Regions from separate parts of the Mus musculus genome. Here region 2 is linked to region 1. A link is a contact called in public Hi-C data. All regions are on one chromosome and are shown on one strand. The core of a region is the stretch at or near the end of the contact, and the rest is flanking DNA. Distances in the headings are between cores, read along the strand shown.

Region 1 (4,938 bases), core at 2,009-4,508:
CCCACAAATCTTTCAACCCAAAATTTATTCTGTCTGCAAGTAATGCAGGCACGTAAGAGGGAACCGAAACTTAGGAAATGGTCAACCAATAACTGGCCCAACTTGAGACCCATCTAATGGTCAAGCACCAATCCCTGACACTATTAATGATTCTCTGATATGCTTGCAGACAGGAGTATGTTGTCCTCTGAGAGGCTCCACTCAGCAGCTAACTTAGACAGAGATACCCAGAGCCAAACAGTGGATGAAGCTTGGGCACTCTTACAGAAGAATAGGGGGAAGGATTGCAGGCCGGAAGGGGGTAGGAACTCCACAGGAAGACCAACAGAGCCAACTAACTTGGTCCCTTGGGGCTCTGAGAGTCTGAACCACCAACCAAAGAGCATACACAAGCTGGGTCTAGGCCTCCCCTCTCAGATGTAACAGATGTACAGCTTGACCTTCATGTGGGTCCTGAAGGACTGGAATGGGGGGCTATCCCCAAAGCTGTTGCCTGTACATGGGATATATTCTACTAGCCAGGTTGCCTTGTCTAGCATAAGAGGAAGAAGAAGTGTCTAGCCTCAGAGAGACTTGAAGTGCCAGGGTGGGGGTATACCAGGGGGCCCCATCTGCTCAGGGGAGAAGGTGAAGGGGGTGGAAGAACTGTAGGATAGGGTGACTGGGAGAAGGGCAGTGAGCAGGATGCAAAGTGAATAAGTAAAAAATAAAATAAGCCAGTCCGGAGTACACAAAGTAAACAGGGCCACTGGCAAGAACTACTTAAATAGCTTTCTAAAAATAAAAATTGAACTGTGCCCCCTTCCCTTTTCTTCGGGTAACTGTAATACCCAGCCCTAGAATCTGCCCTCAAACAGAAAGAAAAAGTGCCTTTGAGACAGGCCAACGGTACAGATCGGTGACCTGGATTCTTCTCAGTCTGTCTGGGAAGTTTTTCAAGGCTAGAGCATTGCTCGAGATACATTGTATCTCCTATGTGAGATCAGTATAACTGGAGCTCCAGAATGCAAGCACTCTACTTCTAAGATTTCAGTAAGTCAAGCATCACACAGTTTAGAATATCAATCAGAAATTATCTAATTTATCATCAACTTATACCTGCATATATTTCAGAACTGATTTAGCACCTTTTGTATATTATATGTAAATAATATTTTAAAATTCTTTTTAAAAAGATTTTATATTTAATTTATGTATGTGTATATTTATTGTATGTATATAAGTATGCTGTCTTCACACACACCATAAGAGGGGATCGGATCCCATTACAGATTGTTGTGATCCACATTGTGGTTGTTTGAAATTGATCTCAGGACCTCTGGAAGAGTAGCCAGTCCTCTTAGCCTGGAGCCACAAATTCTTTTTAGCAACAAATACCTTTTATTAATTTTCAAAGTTTAGTCATTGTGCCTAATTAAATTTGTGAAGTTTTTCAGTTTTATGGATGATTCTTAGCTATTTTGGAAACGTTGAATTAATTAGGTATATACTTATATACCAAATAAACATTAAGTCTTTTTATATTATATACACACTTGACAACAGCACTTAGTGTATTGCATTTCACTGTTAGTACACTAGGAAAAACAAGTTATAATCTCATCTTGTTGTGAAAACTTATTTTGAAAAATATTTACAAAAAGAAAATTATACTAGGCAGGTGTGGTGGTACACACCTTTAATCCCCAGCACTCTGGAGACACAGCCAGGTAGATCTAAATATTGAATTCAAGGCCAGTGAAATCTACACGGCTAGACCTTGTCTCAAAAAGGAAAAAAAAAAAAAAAAAAAAAGGAACGAAGAAAGGGAGAAAGGAAGGAATTAAATTATACTTTACACCACTTTAAACTTGACTGCTTTTTTTATGTTTTTTTTTTCTTGTTGTTTGTCTCTTTTTAATTTTTTGTTTTGATTTGTTTTTGAGACAGAATTTCTCTGGCTGTCCTGGAACTCTGTAGACCTGTAGACTGGAGGGGCCTTGAACTCAAGAGATTTGCATGCCTCTGCTTCTGGATTAAAAGCACCACCACTCAGCTTTAAGAACAGATTTTAAAGACAACGCCGTCCCAGGTCAGGCGATTTCCCCCCCGCTGTGCAACTCTGTATGATTTACGTGGTTTCCTGATGTGCAAATTGGAATTAGTAGAATGTCTGAGTGTAACTACTGCTACAATGAAACACCAGGGCCAAAAGCAACTGGGGTGCGGGGTGCGGGCAATTTGGTTTATACTTTCATTATCACTGTTCATTCTCATCAGAGGAAGTCAGGACAGGAACTCAAACAGGGCAGGAACCTGGAGGCAGAAGCCAAGGCAAGGGTCCTGGAGTACTCGAGTAGCTTGCTCCCTCTGGCTTACTCTGCATACTTTCTTACAGAACTCAAGACCACCAGCCTAGGGGTAGCCCCCTCCAATGGACTGGACCCTCCTACATCAATTAATTAGTTAATCCTACATTAATTAAGAAAACATCCCACAGGCTTGCCTAGAGCCAGATCTTAGGGAGGCATTCTTCTTAACTAGGGTGCTCTCCTCATAGATGACTCTAGCTTGTGTCAAGGTGACATAAAACTAGCCCGATCATACAAGGACTCAGTCTTAGGTGTCACCCAAGGACTAAACGCCTTAACGCGTGTACGGGTCATGCCTGAGACACAACTCTATACAGATTTCACTCGCTAGTACCGTCATGTGCAGCAAAACCCTCGTAGCTTACTTAAGAGACAGTAATGGGAGGTTGTAGGTTGGAGCAAGTGAGATAGACACACCAGAAGAATGGGATGGGTGGGTGGAAAAAGAAAGAAAGAAAGAAAGAAAGAAAGAAAGAAAGAAAGAAAGAAAGAAAGAAAGAAAGAAAGAAAGAAAGAAAGAAAGAAAGAAAGAAAGAAAGAAAGAAAGAAAGAAAGAAAGAAAGAAAGAAAGAAAGAAAGAAAGAAAGAAAGAAAGAAAGAAAGAAAGAAAGAAAGTCCACGGCTGCTTCGCACTGCGGCGGGCTTGGGGCAGCCGCAACAGTGAAACTAAACCAACGCTTCACTCCTGCCTCCTCTGAGCTGAAGCTACAGGTGGAGAGCCAGCGGGCGCACGCTCCTACCCGGCTCTCTGTTTCGCTCCCCGGCGGCAGCCGCCACCACAACTTGTTCCCGCCCGTCTCAGCCTCGTGAGGGCGCCCGCGCCTCGAGGCGGCTGGAATTGGCCCGCCGCGGCCCCGGTAGCCAGACTTGAGTTGCTGCTGTCACCGCCTTTTCCTCCTTTCCCTCAGTTCCTTTTCACTTCCGGGGTTGCTCTAGATCCGCTGGTTCCGTAACAACATCCCGTTGGCTTCCCTCAGGCGGCGGGACCTGTGTAGCCGCCTTCCTCGGAGCGCCTGCCCGCCTGGGCTCGCGGGCTCCCCGGTCCGGGACGCCATGGCCACCAACCCGCAGCCGCAGCCACCGCCGCCCGCGCCTCCGCCGCCGCCACCGCAACCACAGCCGCCGCCTCCGCCGCCTGGCCCTGGGGCTGGCCCGGGAGCGAGCGGGCCGGGAAGCGCGGGGGCTGGTGCTGGGGACCCGCAGCTCGTTGCCATGATCGTAAACCACCTCAAGAGCCAGGGGCTCTTCGACCAGTTCCGCAGGGACTGCCTGGCCGATGTGGACACCAAGGTGCGGGGCTAGAGCGGCGGGCGGCGCGGGGAGTGGGGTCCCGTGTGCTCCGAGGGGCGACTTCCCCGAGCCGGACCCTCGGGACTGTCTTGCATACAGGGCTCCTTTTGCAGCTGCTTCGTTTGTTGATTTGTTTGTTTGCTTGTTTGTTTGTTTGTTAGACTTGCGGCGGTGTGCCATGCACTCTGCAAGTCTTGGAATGTTCATTCATTCCCCTGCCCTTGTGTTCCTTTCTCCGGCTAGAAACACTAGCCTGGAATGCCTATTATGTGCCAGGCAATGCTTGGCCTTAGCTAGTATACCACTGTGGTAAGCAAGACCCAAGTCGTTCCTAGGGAGACTGGTTTAGAAGCACTAAGGCAAACGGGACTCGGTTTAGAGTTCATTCTTTTGTTTTTCGAGACAAGGTTTCTCTGTGTAGCCCTGGCTGTCCTGGAACTCTGTAGACCAGGCTGGCCTTGAATTCAAATCCGCCTGCCTCTGCCTCCCAAGTGCTGGGATTAAAGGCGTGTGCCACCACTACCTACTTACTTTTTTCACCTAAATTGGTTTTTTTTTTCTACCAAAAGTTTCTTCGGCTTGTAAATGCAACAAATGTAGCGTTTGCAGATATCGTAAAACGGTAAGGCAACGATTTACAATGTATTTTGCTGGATGTTGAGGGGCGGGTGAACTTGCAAAGGTAGAGAGGCAAAGTTGGGCAGAGAAAAAAAGTGGGTTGGGAGATGGGACTGTCGTTTGATCTTTTGCAATGGCTGCCTGGCTTAGTAGTTTACTAAGATGAGAAGAGGCAGACAGACAGACAGACAGACAGAGAGAAAGAGAGGTATAGCGCATGGAGCCAGCCATTCCGTTGGAAATCTGTGGAGAGGAAATGACAGCAACTTGAAGTGAAAGAAGGAAAGGGGAGGGGGTGTGTGTTAGGTTATATGTTAGGAGACAGAGGACAGAGAGGCAAGGGTCAGCAGAAAGGTTCCCTAACCAAGCAGAAGGGGAGGGCTGCAGGCACCCAGCACCGACGTGGAAGCGAGCTTTAGCAGGGAAACTGTCATCTTGGCAGCAAGCCAAGGTTGCAGGACTAAGTCAGTGAAGTTGGTGAAAAGCTATGAAAGTGTGTCTGGAAGCAGGCGAAGGGAGAGGTGTTGGTTCCTCTTGTGGGGTATTTGTTGCTTTCATTTGGTTTTGTTTGGGGGTTTGTGTATCTGTTTACTTTTGCTTCAGTGTGGGTTGGTCTGTTGGATTGGAGTTGTGATGATGTAAGGTTTTTTTCAGACTGGCAGATCTGAATGAAGAACCT
Region 2 (4,588 bases), core at 390-2,889, 3.7 Mb before region 1:
TGCCAACCGAGCTGTACATGTGAGTGCGCCACAGGGGCACAAGCAGCCCTCAGACAGACAAGCATGACAGCAGCTGACAGAGGAACACAGTCTGAGAACAGACCCCGACAGCCTTGAGCAAGCACCGAAAAAAAAACCACAAAGACACAGAACCAAATTTAGGTTCCGAACACAAGTCAAAACTACACCCAAAGTTCCTCTCAGAAGCAATGAATCCTCCTGGCTAGCTCCAGATCTGATGGATGGAAACAGTCAAAGGATTTCCCACTCCTGTAACAGCTCGACCAACCAGACTGCCTATTCTGTGTACGGTAAAAGTTAAGTCTTGTTGGACTTTTGGGGCGTGAGCATGATGTGCAGATTTCAGAAAACCTATGGCCCACAAAGCTTGGGGGCGGGGGGGGGGGGGGCTTCACCAACGGCAGTAGGCCATGCAGACTTAAAAAAAAAAAAAAAACCAAACCTAACTGCAAGCCAGGCAGTGGTGCTGCACTTGTTCAATCCCAGCACTAGGGAGGCAGAGACAGTTGTGTGTCCAAAGTCAGCCTGGTCTACAGCGCTTGTTCCAAAACAGCCAGGGCTACGCTGAGAACTTGTCTCAAAACAAAACAAAACAAAACAAAAAGACAAAAACTAACTTCAGAAACTTTAGTTCCTGCTGCACCTCCCAGCCCACCCCCCCCCCCCATCCTTTGAAAAACATTTAAAGCATGGACCTTTATGGACAGTCAGTCTTACGGAGGTTAAAAACAACGCGTGCCCTTCTATTAAAAGCCCAGTATTTTAGGACTGGTGCGATGGCTAATCCGGTAAAGATGTTTGCCACCACACCTGAGTTCCATCCCTGCATCCAAGAGTGGATGGACCCAAGCGTTCTACTAAGGTTTCCTCCCACAGTGAGAACTCAACTTATGCCAACAAAGAGCATTTACCAAATGAATAGAAAGCGAAAGCCAGAGAAGTCAAGGGATGGCACCCAAACAAGCTAACAGGTAGGCAGGTGCCAGGGGCCATTGGAAGGTCTACACAGAACACTAGAGAAAAACAGGAAAAGCGTCCAGTATGTGACCTGGAAACTCAGAGGACCTCAGCCGAGTGGGCCCGCTCCAGGGAAGACCAGATCCTACTAGACCCGCAGGGGATCCAACGAGCCCCGAGGTGGATGGGAGTTGGGCGAACTTCAAGGCCACGGTCTCCAGAAATGTCGCGGTTGCGGGGGCAGACCTGAGACGACCGGCCACAGGTAGTACCCAATCTACGGCAGGCGACTTCCATTCTCCGGTGCCCCGCCTCTACTAAACGCCGGGACCGAGAAAGGAGTTAACCTGCGCGCCTTCCGCACGCCTGTGAGGGCTGCACAGAGACGCCCACATCTCGGCTTACCTCGAAGGATGACTCCAACTCGTCCACCAAAGTGCTGTTAGATGGTCTCGGGGCCCCAGGGGCTGCTTGCAGAAGCGACGCCTGGCCTGGGAGCCCGGGCGGCGGCGGCGGGGGACCTGGAGGCTGCCCAGTGAACATCCCTCCCAGGGACGCCGCCATGTCTGCAACGGCGGGCGGAAACGACACCGGGCCTGTGTGCGCAGGCGCGGGCAGCCTGATCACGTGGCAGGCCTGGTCACATGACGGGCAGTTCGCCTATTCGCCCGGAGAAAGGATTTACCATCATCCTTGTTTCTGTGCGGTCTGCCCAATTTATAGCCGACCTGGGTTTACTCTTTTTTGACCTAAATACTAAATGCTGGGACTGGTTTAAACCAGTCACTTGCAGAGACCGAACAAGGGCGCTGGCCTCCCTGCCTCCAGCCAAGCCCTTGGGCTGTCCCTAAAGACCTTAGCCGAGTCTTTTCTGCGCTCCTTTAGAAAAATGAGTCATCAGTTCATTCTAGGGTGATTAAGGGCTTGAGATGTACCAAATGCCAATCTAGTCACTTGTTCTGGCTGGAACAACACAAGTTCCCTCTAAATTCTGGCGTGAGGTGACATCCTGAAGGATACCAGTGTTCCTGGCACTTTTCTAATCGTATATGATAACACCGGAGGGAAAGTGACTGCATCTGTTTTCATAACGGCTTTAATGTTTGCCTGTTCACTAATTCAGAAGCCAAATAGCCTTGTTGTCGTCGTTGTTGTTTAATTTTACAACACTTAAAAAAAAAAGAAAAATTATCAGCTGACCAAGTTTTCGCCGAAAGATTTCCTTGCCCTAGACAGAGGGTAGGGAATAAGTGACAGGAGACAGGATGAAGGAGAAGAGAAGGATGGGGAGTGGTATTTGTCACTGGAGGATAAAAGACTGCCTCTAGATAGAGAGGAGACAGATGCGGCACATAGTAAAATGGACATTTATAATGGTATAAAGGGAACCCCTGTGTTAGAATGATGTGTTCAATTTTAGTTGGACAAGTTAATTAGGTGAGCCAACGGGGACTTTTCATTGCTGGACTTCAATACGATGATATCTTCACCTTGGTAGTCAGCCTCAGGAAGTGGCCAAATAAGTGAACAAACCTCGGTGGCTAGCTTTAGGAACACAATCTAACAGTTCTTAGTAAAGCAGAGGAAATGGAGGAGCCGAACAAGGATTGCCAGAGCCATGCTCAAGTGGACTAGTGTCCCTTCAACTTAACTGAGTCCTTCTAGTTTCCAGATAGGCATGTTTAATAATCTAGACATAGTAGTAAATACCCCAAATAGGAAGAAAAACCTCATAAATACATACAGCATTATTTGTAGAGATAAGTACTGAGGGAAAATGCTTGGGAGTGGACAGCTAAGTGCTCTTTGATGTGGAGGGCCTCTCTAAAGAGATCTCATTTGGAATGAAAATTTAAATGGAAGACCTTTCTAGAAAAAAAAACCTAAAGAAATACTTTGCGGGGTTAGTCAGGTTTTAGTTATCTATATGCCCAACATCCAGAACTCTGTCTAGCAAATATAGAGAAACACTTGTTGACTGAAAAATAAGCGCAGAGGCTTGAGCAGATGGCTGAGCTCGGGCTGGGAAGGCTGCATCTCAGCACTGGATTGGCCCAGGCTGCAGTGGGCCCATGGCAGCAGTTTCTTGAGTCTGACACTTAACTAACTTGTCTCAACCATGCTCTGAGCACAGATGAGGAGGTGCTGGGTCTATGTATGTGTGAGGTGGATACCATCAGAACTGTTCACATTCATTCTGGCATTATCTTGCAACGTTGTGACAAAAGAAAGGACCATGTAGAGATTTCTTCAGAACAGTCATCTGTTGCAGGATATTTGATCACATTGTGAACAGTGAGGCTGTGTTTCTAGTTGTTGTGTGGCTCAGCCTTAGCACACACCTTTAATCCCTCTGGCTGGAATACAGACATGCCCTTTGGACACACCTTTAATCCTAAATAATGAAGGTAAAGTTAGTTTGTAAGTGATGTCTAATTGAGACAAATAAATGAATCAGAGAAAGATTTTGACAGAATAGGATGAGAAGAGGAAAAGGGAAGCTACTTAAGAGAGCAGTGCAGGGAGGGGGGGAGAGGGAGAGGGGAGGGGGAGAGGGAGGGGGGAGAGAGGCAGTTTACCAGGAGAGTTTTACACAGGTTGAAGAGAGAACAAGCTAGATAGACACAGGTAAATACACAATGAGCCAGAGAATGAGAAGGAACCAGAAGAATTGAACAGATTCCTAGAGTTAGTATTAGGCAAAGCAGAACAATTCGGGAGAGGCTGAGAGAAGGAAACCTGAATGAATCAGTCAGCCTAGAGATGAGTTTGAGCCAGAACAGCTGAGTTGAACCAGCCAACAGAACTTAGAAAGAGCTAGAAATGGTGACCCCATACAGCAGCAAGTCTCGGAGGCTAAAAACACTCAAGGCCTAGGTAAGACTGTATGGAGGCTAGAAGCTTCCAGGACTAGGCCTAGGTTAGCAGAGGCAGTAAGTCTTTGAGACAACAGTTCCACCAGGTGAATAAAAGTTATTTTTACGGCCATCTGCAGCCTCAACAGATGCAAAACTGTTGGCTAAACTAACAGGTTGCCCTATGAGAGTTGTTAGCTGTTATTATTTCTATCCTCATAAAACCACTTGGCTTTCCTATGTTGATGTGCATACATAAGCCTACAGTTGTTCTAGTAGCTGACTTGCCTAATTCTGGGAAATAGAAAGTTAGGTCTGGTCCCCTGATGTAAGTATTGGTTCTGATGCTAAGGTCCTGTTCCTCAATTGGTTCTTGATCCATCAATAAAGACACTGGCAACCAATGACTGAGGACGGGGGAGGGGGGGTGTGTGGTGTGGTGCACTTAGAGTTGTGACCAATGACTGAGGATGGAGGGAGCACTTAGAGTTGCAAAGGTGGATACAGGCAGAATCAGGAGAGCAGGGAAAGAAGCTGGGTGTAACTGTAGGAGATAATGCCAACCAGCCTTGTGAGTTTTTGGTTTTTTGAGTGGCCAATGGCCACTCTACCCAATTATGCCTGTGGTAGCAGAAGAGGTTTAGCAGTGTCCAGTCACTGAGTTAGCAAAGGCATTTTAAGATTAACTGGTGTGTGTGTGTTTTGCCCCAAAGTTCATCTAAGTTGCATATATTTGCATATATTAGTAGTTTGTT

What was found. A called contact is a pair of places that touch in the nucleus more often than the background predicts.
Region 2: a Hi-C map of B cells shows a contact between it and region 1, with 6 read pairs. The contact joins the promoter of Med28 here to the promoter of Bod1l in region 1. A contact is called at or near these places in 2 of 484 Hi-C or Micro-C datasets (B cells and double positive thymocytes).

The regions. Positions count from the first base shown.
Region 1 is chr5:41,842,635-41,847,572 of GRCm38.p6, reverse strand. Bod1l (biorientation of chromosomes in cell division 1-like) reads left to right here and starts at 3,258. Exons shown (of 26, transcript NM_001310601.1): 1 at 3,258-3,641. The coding sequence starts at 3,405.
Region 2 is chr5:45,517,280-45,521,867 of GRCm38.p6, reverse strand. It overlaps Med28 (mediator complex subunit 28), which reads right to left and starts at 1,639. Exons shown (of 4, transcript NM_025895.4): 1 at 1,384-1,639. The coding sequence starts at 1,542.